3 separate regions of the Pan troglodytes genome follow, and regions 2 and 3 are each linked to region 1. The links are chromatin contacts, called in public HiChIP or PLAC-seq and capture Hi-C maps. All regions are on one chromosome and are shown on one strand. The core of a region is the stretch at or near the end of the contact, and the rest is flanking DNA. Distances in the headings are between cores, read along the strand shown. Region 1 has its middle 95 kb from the start of MIR148A. Region 2 overlaps LOC134810525 (a long non-coding RNA gene). Region 3 overlaps LOC134810525 (a long non-coding RNA gene).

Evidence for each region. HiChIP or PLAC-seq counts read pairs in DNA pulled down with a chosen protein or histone mark. Capture Hi-C pulls out chosen DNA fragments and counts their contacts.
Region 2: an H3K4me3 HiChIP or PLAC-seq map of stem cell-derived excitatory neurons shows a contact between it and region 1, with 3 times the contacts expected there. The contact joins two enhancer-like sites. A contact is called at or near these places in 1 of 7 Hi-C or Micro-C datasets (stem cell-derived neural progenitor cells) and 1 of 1 datasets of contacts at active chromatin or transcription factors (stem cell-derived excitatory neurons).
Region 3: a capture Hi-C map of stem cell-derived neural stem cells shows a contact between it and region 1, with 2.8 times the contacts expected there. The contact joins two enhancer-like sites. A contact is called at or near these places in 1 of 7 Hi-C or Micro-C datasets (induced pluripotent stem cells) and 1 of 1 other capture datasets (stem cell-derived neural stem cells).

Annotation. Positions count from the first base shown.
Region 1 is chr6:31,658,039-31,660,957 of NHGRI_mPanTro3-v2.0_pri, reverse strand. No RefSeq gene overlaps it. Among named protein-coding and RNA genes, the nearest start is that of MIR148A, 95 kb to the left of the region's middle. Within about 2 kb of position 1,522, at least 14 of the 24 cell types and tissues checked have an H3K27ac peak or open chromatin away from gene starts, as enhancers often do. A contact at or near this core is called in induced pluripotent stem cells, stem cell-derived excitatory neurons and stem cell-derived neural stem cells, where this site is marked.
Region 2 is chr6:31,470,098-31,473,016 of NHGRI_mPanTro3-v2.0_pri, reverse strand. The region is part of intron 1 of LOC134810525 (a long non-coding RNA gene); the gene reads left to right. Among named protein-coding and RNA genes, the nearest start is that of MIR148A, 280 kb to the left of the region's middle. Within about 2 kb of position 1,521, at least 3 of the 24 cell types and tissues checked have an H3K27ac peak or open chromatin away from gene starts, as enhancers often do. A contact at or near this core is called in stem cell-derived excitatory neurons, where this site is marked.
Region 3 is chr6:31,527,940-31,530,858 of NHGRI_mPanTro3-v2.0_pri, reverse strand. The region is part of intron 1 of LOC134810525 (a long non-coding RNA gene); the gene reads left to right. Among named protein-coding and RNA genes, the nearest start is that of MIR148A, 220 kb to the left of the region's middle. Within about 2 kb of position 1,403, at least 5 of the 24 cell types and tissues checked have an H3K27ac peak or open chromatin away from gene starts, as enhancers often do. A contact at or near this core is called in induced pluripotent stem cells and stem cell-derived neural stem cells, where this site is marked.

The sequences.
Region 1 (2,919 bases), core at 273-2,772:
TCTTGGTTCCTTCTACCCCTCTCCTCCTCCCCCTCCTTCGGTCTCTCGTCACCCCACTTTATCCTCCAGCAACCCCTCCTGCGTTGATTTTCTTAATTTCAAATACAAATATCTGAACACCAGAGACTGAAGTTCCTGACAGTGACCTATTGAACAGAGGCATCGCATACTCCGTACATCCCAGTCTTCTTGGAATTGCGTTTTACGTTTGAAAGTGCGATTTTGGTTTGGAGGTCGGGAGTAGAAAATTTGTATCCGTTCTTTTCTTTGGCTGTTTCCTACTTGCCTTTCAATACCCATACTTATTCCGCCCTCGGAGACTGGCCGTTCCCGGCAGAGCAGAAGCGCACGAGGGTTGAGTAACTGCAGGTGAGAGCTAATTTTTCAGCGCATCCACCAGATACCGCAGGTTTGTGGATTTTCCCCCTAGTTGGCCAGAAAACTCACACCCAAACATGCAAGTCCTCTATGGCCTCTCCGTACTCTTACCTTGGCCCTCTTTATTTCCATATCTCCCTCCTCCCCATGCAGGTCTCTAAAGGGAATCTGTCTCCTGCGGTTCTTTCCCGCAGGCGCCTGCTGAAAAGGCAATTTCCTTGGGGGTGTGCCTGGGGAGAGAGGAAAACAGAAACCAGGATTGTTTGGGGGCCTGAAACCATCCAAATTTTATTGCATCCGCTACAAAGTCAACTAACTCTTAATGAGCATCCAAGCGGAAAAAGGCCAAAGTTTACTCCGTGTTAAGGCGGGGAATGGGGGTGGGGGTGATGGGAGTTTGCTTATTTCCTTCTGGTACAACCAAAGGTTGCAACACCTTCCTGAGAGGCTCCTCCCAACGCCAAGAGTACGGACGCGAAAGTCAGAAGTCATCGGGTTTCAGCTCCCTGAATGATCCAAGATCACTCCGCCACGAAGACCTTCGAAGTTGGCCCTGTCTACAGCTTGTAATTAAAAGGATAATGTGTCTTGTAATAAAAAACAGGACCCACACAAACAAACCCAGCGTCCAACGGCCCTCCACCTCGCCACACTCTTCCCTATTAAGGGCCAGTGACAAACATTGCCATCCAGTTTCACCCAAAAGGAGGAAGCGGTAGATCTTCCTTTTAATAACTTCCCAAAGTGTTACAAATAATAAAAAGGACGCATAAATCATCGCGGGGGCGGCAGAACGCGGACGACAGATGGATTTACTCCTCTCTAGCCCTGGCTTCCAACCGCGCTCTCATTGGCTACTTCCTTGTGGCCCGCCCCCGAATCCGCTCTCTTATTGGTCCGTCTGGACCCAGTCGCAGAGACAGGGCGTAGGATCGGTGGGGGCCGGAGTCCACCAGCGCGCATGCGCCCTATGGCGCGCATGTATGATTGACAGCAGGGAGAGGTGTTTGTGTGTGTGTGTGTGTGTGTGTGTGTCTGTGTGTCTCAGGGTTGAGGCAGCGAAGGTGGTGGTGGCGGGGCGACGGTGAAAGTGGTGGCTGTGAGTGCTGGAGCTGAGGCCGCTTTTGCCGGCCGCGGTGAGGTGTAGTCCTCTTTGCCGGCGTTTTCCGCTGAGTCAGAAGCGCTGGTGGTCACAGACTGCGCTCTCACCCACACTGAAGTCGATCTGGAAGGAATTTACTGAGGGGGCTCTCCAGCAGCTGGCTAACCGGGGAGGAAGTAGAACTAGAAGATATGCTTTACTCTTCCTGAAGAAGATACTTAAGCCCCTCAAGAAGAGATTTAATTTGAGCGCTGTGTTGATTTGTGCATTCCTTGTAAAGCACACACTAAATTAGCTTCACATCCCAGCCGTACCTTCATCTGCAGCACACATCTCTCCCCCACCTCCTCTCAGCACTCACTTAGCCCTGTTCAGTTCCCCTGTAGGCACAGGTACACATATATCAGCCTCTTGTAATCATGAAGACGAGGGACGAACTTACAAAGACACCCGGCACACTGTGACAATCCTTAACTGGGAGAAAAAAAAAGAGAGAGAGAGAAAGCAAACAAAGGTAGGATAAGAGCAAGAAAAAAAGAAAAGGAAAGAAAACTAGAAAGATGCAGCAACCAGTAAAACGATGGTGGCAAAGATAAAATGCCGATGGAAAAAATCCGTTAAATGCAAAGTTTGAAAAAAACTTCCTAACTCGGTTAATGCTGTGGAAATAATTCCAGTTCATCTCGGTGCTAGTGAACGCCTGGTACAAAATTCTTCAGAGGCGAGGGCTGGCTTAGTGCAGAGGAGAAACGTCGCTCCGTTGCCCTGTTGCATCCAAATTCTCCTTTCAGACAAGTTTCCGCGGCGTGATGGAGGTGGGCAGAAGGCTGGAGAGTGCTTTCCTATTATAAGCTGTTAACTTTTGGTTTGTACTCACATATATTTTAAGGAAATAATAAACATCTTATAGTTCTGCACATATTCTAAATTACAGTGGTTCTAGAAGAATTTTGTAACTGACAAATTAGAGCTTCGGTTTTACGAATTCTGAATTTTAAAACCGGTAATGACTTCTCAGTCCCTGAGATCCTCTTCTTTGTTTTTTTATTTTGGGGTGTGTGGATACGTGTAAGATGAGAAATGTACAAACACAAGTATTGCAGAAACTCCAAGTAATATTCTGTCTGTGAGTTCACGGTAAATAAATAAAAAGGGCAAAGTGACAGAAATACAGGATTATTAAAAGCAAAATAATGTTCTTTGAAATCCCCCCCTTGGTGTATTTTTTATCTTAGGATGCAGCACTTTCAGCATGCCCAAGTATTGAAAGCAGTGTTTTTACGCTACCACGGTAATTTTATTTAGAAGCCCCATGTTCACTTTTAGTTTTAAAATGGTCATTTATGACATAAAATTATCAGCATTCATATTTTTGTGTTTTAATATTCCTTTGGCTACTTATTGAAACAGCAAACATTACGAAAATTAGTAAACAAATC
Region 2 (2,919 bases), core at 272-2,771, 190 kb after region 1:
TCCATCGGGTGCCTTCCGTTCATATTTCCCTGTCTAATCCTGCTGTCACAGGCGAGACTGGGCGAAGTCTAAGAACAGTATGTGCTGTGATGGCTACATCACTTAGCATTAGAGTCAAAGAAGCCGAGTTTGGAGGGGACCTGGGTTTGTCTGTACAGGTGAGTGGAGTGATGGGGGCAGGGACACTAGCTAGGGATTGTGCATGAGTTAACTGGCTACCGCTGGCTCCTCTGGGGGAAGGCTCCTGAAAAGTTATGAAATGTGAATAGGCTGTCTGTGCATCTCTCAGTAAATTTCTTTCTCAGATGTTTCCAGCCAGGGCGACTCGATTGAGAAATGACTGGGAGAGAACAGAGGATAAAGCCAATGAGCTCAGTGTCTTATAAATCAGCCGCACCGAGCTGAACTGGAACTGTCAAACTGTGGCAAAACCTGCTGCTGTGCAAGCTTGTGAGGCTTTTCAAAAACAAAACTTAACCCTCGCCTGGCTCTCTAGATGGGAGAGGGCTTAATTAAAGTTCGCAGAGGAGTGAGGAGTGGAAAAAGAAATACAGTTTTCTCAGAAAATAAAAAAGAACAAACTCAAGGGAGCCCATATGTGACATGTCCCAATTCTGACTTGGCTCAGGCACAGGATTACAAGTGGGGCCATGCAAAATAGCTAAGTGCTGTCATTAGTAAATCCTGCCTAGAGGTCCAGTATTACTCTGTGCTCCAAAGCAAAACTAATCAAATCACCCGGAATTCTCCCAATATTGTTACCCCTATTTTATGGATGAGGAGACTGAGGCACAGGGAAGGTGAGTCCTTTGCCTAAGGTCATATAGCTCCATAAATGGAAGAGGTAAATAGAATTTGAACCTGTGAAGTCTGGCACCGGAATCCATGCTCCCAATCACCATGCCATCAGTCTCTCTTTGGGGACATCACAGACCCCAAGTTAATAACCCCTGCTCTAGGCAATAGAACAGTAGGCAGGTCTGATCCTGACACTTCGTTTTCTGAGAGTCCTGCTCAGACATTCTGTGTCTCAAGTGTATCCAGCGTCTGGATCTGTGCCTTTGATGCTTAACTACCTATACTTGTCTGGAGTTATGTTAGTGCCTTCCCCCACCCGAGTCTTTATACCAAATGCTGAAAATCAGCTTTGAATTTGGAAGCAGAGGATTTGGGAGGAAGACTCACTGAGGTTTCCCATGGCAATTGTAAGTCGGCCAGATTGCATGGTCTCCATCCAGGTGAAGGCGTGAAGGTCACCCCCTTGTGCACCAGAAAACAAGGCCTGTGTACCAGGCTTGAAGTTGCATTACTGTTGCTAGGGAGACCATAATTAAATTTCCTGAATTACACACAGTGCAATAAAATGTTGAATAACCATATTTATTTGCCTTCTAGGCCCTGTGGCATCTGTTGTTTAGTTCACAAAGCTCCTATTGACTGAAGGAGAGGTTTATTGATCCAGAAAGCTGTGATGGGCCCATGAGGCAGTGGGAGCTGGAGGACTCCTGGGTAGGGCTGAGAATTCTCATCTAGTTCAGCAATCACTAGCCAAATGGTCTGGCATGGGAAAATCCGTGGAGACAGCCTGAGACTCTGGCATGAAATTGATCCCTCTCTTTCCTGATGTTCTCACTTCTTGATTCAGGGGAAGAAAGAGATGGTGTGGGAAAGTGGTGGTATGGAAAAGGAGGGGTAGCAGGAAGGAGGCAAAGGGGGCTGGTTAGAGACAAGTGGTGGAAGGGGGTTGGAGAGCTATGGACAGAGCTCATGTGTCCTGTTCACATGCACAGGGGTGAACATGAGGCACTGTCTAGGGATGGGCATTACTCGGGGCATGGATACACAGGTAAATGAGACACAGTCCAGCCCTCGAGGAGCTCACCAAATAGTTGGTTCCCTAGATACTTAAATCTTATAAGAACTTTACAAGCAGAGAACTATTGGAAGGAGAGGAAGGGTCCCTTAGCTCTGATGAGCAGGTTGGGAAAAGATCTGCGGATTTGGTGATGGTGAAGTGAGCTCTTAAAAGATGAATAGGAATTCAGTGGGTGATTGGCTTATTGAGCTCAGGAAATGGTGTAGGTAAAAACACAAGCAGAGAGGGGGCAAAAACCTCAGATGCTGGGTATTCTCTGAACTGGCTGTCTCCAGTGACCCTGATGTACCCTGAAACCCCAGAAGTTTTCAGGCATATGCAGCCCAGATGACTATGAACCAAAAAGTCAGTCAGTCACAGGCCCTTGCCTGCGGTTCCCTGCCTGGCCAACCTGTCCTCCCTTCACCCAGGGAGCTGCAGAGGGCAACATGGTGGCCTTCCCCTTGTCGAAGCAGGTAGCCCAGGGAGCCCAAGGGGGCAACGATGGATCTGGATGGGAACCACATGACCAGGTAAGAAGGAAAGAGAGCTGATGGCTTGAAAGTGAAGAGTCCATTCCATAGTAGTTTGAATTTCATTTTAAATTTTTTTTTTCCCTAAAACTTCTCAAAATATTTACTGGCATTGCCACTCCTAAGTTAGCAAATGAATGGGTGACTTCTCTGGAGCAGAGGAACATAGAGCAAAGGAAGGAGAAGCGTAGGGGGATTGGGCTTCATACAGGAGCTCACTGAAGCACAGAACCCTATCTTTCGGAACAGAGTCACAGAGGTGCGACAGAAGCGGGTTTTGCTGCCTGAAGTTCAGCAGTGTTTCAATTAGAAATCAGTTCTAATTGAGGCATTGGAGCTCTCTAACCCATCATAGTGTGGAGTGATTTCTCGCCTGGCTTCAATTTGGTTGTTTCAATTACTGAGGTAATAATATGGTCACACCTCCATTACTCCAAGGTATGCTTCTTCTTAATTTATCTTTGTATTCACCATTGGACTTTCTAAATAATCTGTTTTTAGTGTTGTTCAGTCTACCCTGCTGAAGAAGAT
Region 3 (2,919 bases), core at 154-2,653, 130 kb after region 1:
TTCTGAAGGTTCTGGGGAGGGTTGAGATTTGGCAACCATGTGCCTGGAGTGATCAGGGCAGTCCTGATTTAAAAGAAATGACCCCAAGAAGGGTCAATTGTTAAATATATAATCCAATATGACTATAATTTTGATAGCTTTGTCAGAGGATTTTCCATCAATTCATTTATAAATTGGAAAAATACCTTTCCCAGACCACTTGCCTAGTTTTGATTGAGAAAATAGAGTCACACTGCAGATGATTCTTTTTATTTTTACTTTTCATAGAGTCAGGGTCTCCCTGTGTTGCCCAGGCTGTCTTGAACTCCTGGGCTCAAGCAGTCTTCCCACCTTGGCCTCCCAAATTGCTCGGATTACAGGCGTGAGCCATCATGCCCAGCCAGTAGGGTCACATTGGATTGCAAAAGCAGAGAGGAGAATGTGGGGGTCTAAGACATTTTCTCAAGGTAGAAGGCATTATTAATGTGTGTGTATATATTTATTTATGTGTATGTGTATATATATATATTTATATTTATTTTTTCCAGCTTGAGTTCAAGATTTGTGCTGAAGTCTCTTAGTTCCTGCAACCATAATATAGTCAGAGTCTCTAGGACTTGCTGGGTTGTGGGTTTAATCAGAATTCTAGGAAACATGAGAAGTATTTTCTAAGGTTTGTCTTTGAAGGACCAGAGGCTATAGAGTGACCCAGCTAGCATTTTGTTTACTATTTTCTTTCTTAACCTAGAGGTCTGGGAGGTAACTGGCCACTATATTGGAGATTCTCTTATTTGCTGCTCTACAGGAGGTAAAGTCACAGAAGACTGAATCAATTGGTTCAGCTTTCAAACATCCAGAGGTCACTGCATAGCATGCGGTGGTTGGTAAACTAATATACTTTTTATTTTTGGGACCCAAATAAAATAGCTGTCTAGCACACTTAATGCTGGCCAGTCTGGAAGCCAGGGCTCAAGAACTTTCAAATTCCCGATGTCAGAATATATGAAAGCATCTTAGCACCCAACACTTGGATAATAAGAGTTAAAGAGAAAGCAAAAGCTTCATGGTGAATTTTTCTTCTTCTTTCTTTTAATAAGAGGGACACTCAGTGAAATTTTTGCGTGAAAATAAGATAAAGTTCTCTTGTTCAGCTTTTAATGATAGCATGGAATTCTAAGTAAACATGGATGAAATACAACTTGTCAGCACAAAAATACTGCCTGTCATAGTCATTTGTGTATAAAATATGACCCGCGGGTTTGAACCATATGGTTACATGAGTTCTAATTTACGTGGCATCTTCTTAAGTCAGCAGAATGCGTCCTGGCCTGCCTGGGGGAGGTGGAGTCAGCACCTCACCCAGTGAAGTGAGAAGGGATCCCCTGGGGTGAGGCCAGTTATGGCTGTTGCAGTGTAGATCACAGAATTGCAAGGCTAAAGGGAAGCCTCCCCAAGACAACCAGAGCCCTTGCACGCAGTGGCATGGCTGACCAGGCTGTCCCTACAATCAGCTTTCAGAGTTGGACGTGTGAAATTGAAAAATATTAAACATCACAGCTTGTGACTTAGCTGTTCCTTCTGTTCCCACTGTGGGGGAAAAAGTAACACAATCTCCCCTAGACGCGATTGTGAGAGCGGACATTTGGATGCCATTTTAAAGCAATGTTTAATGAAGTGAGAAAATGCATTTGCGGTGTTGTGCTCTGTGGCACATGTACGCAAGCCCAGAATTGCACAATGGACACATTTTGTGATTTAGACATGAATTGGAAAAGCCAAGGAAATGCCATCGAAATAAAAATCAGACTTGAAAGTCTAAGCTGAGCAAGAAACAGATGTACTTTCTGCTACTTAAAAAAGAAATTCTTCTGTCCTCTCCTCTTTTCCCCCCACAAGCTGTGCCCTGTCACTGTCTTAAGATGACCTTTCCACCGGGTCTTTCTGAGATGCTTTTAGAGAACGGGTTGGGGCATGTGACTCTTGACCTTTCTGCAAATTCTGCAAGGAGCCCCAGGGTTCTCCAGCTGCCCTCTGGGTGGTCCCCACAGACGTGGCTGCAGATGTCTGCTCCTGATAAGTCCAGAGACCAGGGACTGAAGACCCAACAAGGGCTCCTCTGGAGGGTGAGGTAGGCAGCAGCCTGGCCTGGAGAGCTAAGGGCTCAGCCCAGAGCAGCTGCTCACGGTGGGAGGCGAGGGCTGCTGGCTTTGGTGTTTTGTTTCTTGGGCAGGTGTGGGGGAGGTTATTCTTGCTTTTAAAGGATTTTTTCCACCGTGCTGCCATCAGCTGACAATGAAATCTTCCTAGAGTTGACATCCAGCTAAAGGATACTATCATCACTAAGACCAAAAATAAAGCTCAGATATTCTTTCTAAGTAAGTCTAAAAGTGGGGATTGAAATTGACATTGCTTTGGAAGAATAAACAGGGCAGCCTTCTTAGGTAGCAACTTATGTTTGGTAGTGTGCAAGGGGAATGACTGATGAAGCACAAATAGAACAGAGAAAATAAGTCTAGAAACTGTTGTTTCAGTTGCTAACAAATGAATTATCAATACAGAGAAGAGAAGCGAACTAAGGCTTATTGAATACACACTAAGTACCAGGTATTGACCCAGGTACTCTCCATATGTGGATTCATCTAGTCTTTACCACAACACTGGGAAAGTGGCACTACTGTTTCTGTTTCAAAGATGAAGACACTGACATCCTCCGAGATTCAAGTATGTGACCTTGTGCATAAAAATAAACGGTTGAGCCACATGACTCAGGATTGTCTGAATCAAAATTCTGTGCTCTTTTCTGCATACTGTCATTTTAACAGCTGGTCTAAGTGAATATCAGGTTGTTGTTTAAAATTAAGACCGTATTTTCTTTATTTCCAGTAACAAGTTGGAATTTTTGTGGTTTGAAACAGGGCCTCCTACATGGGTGAGTTTTCA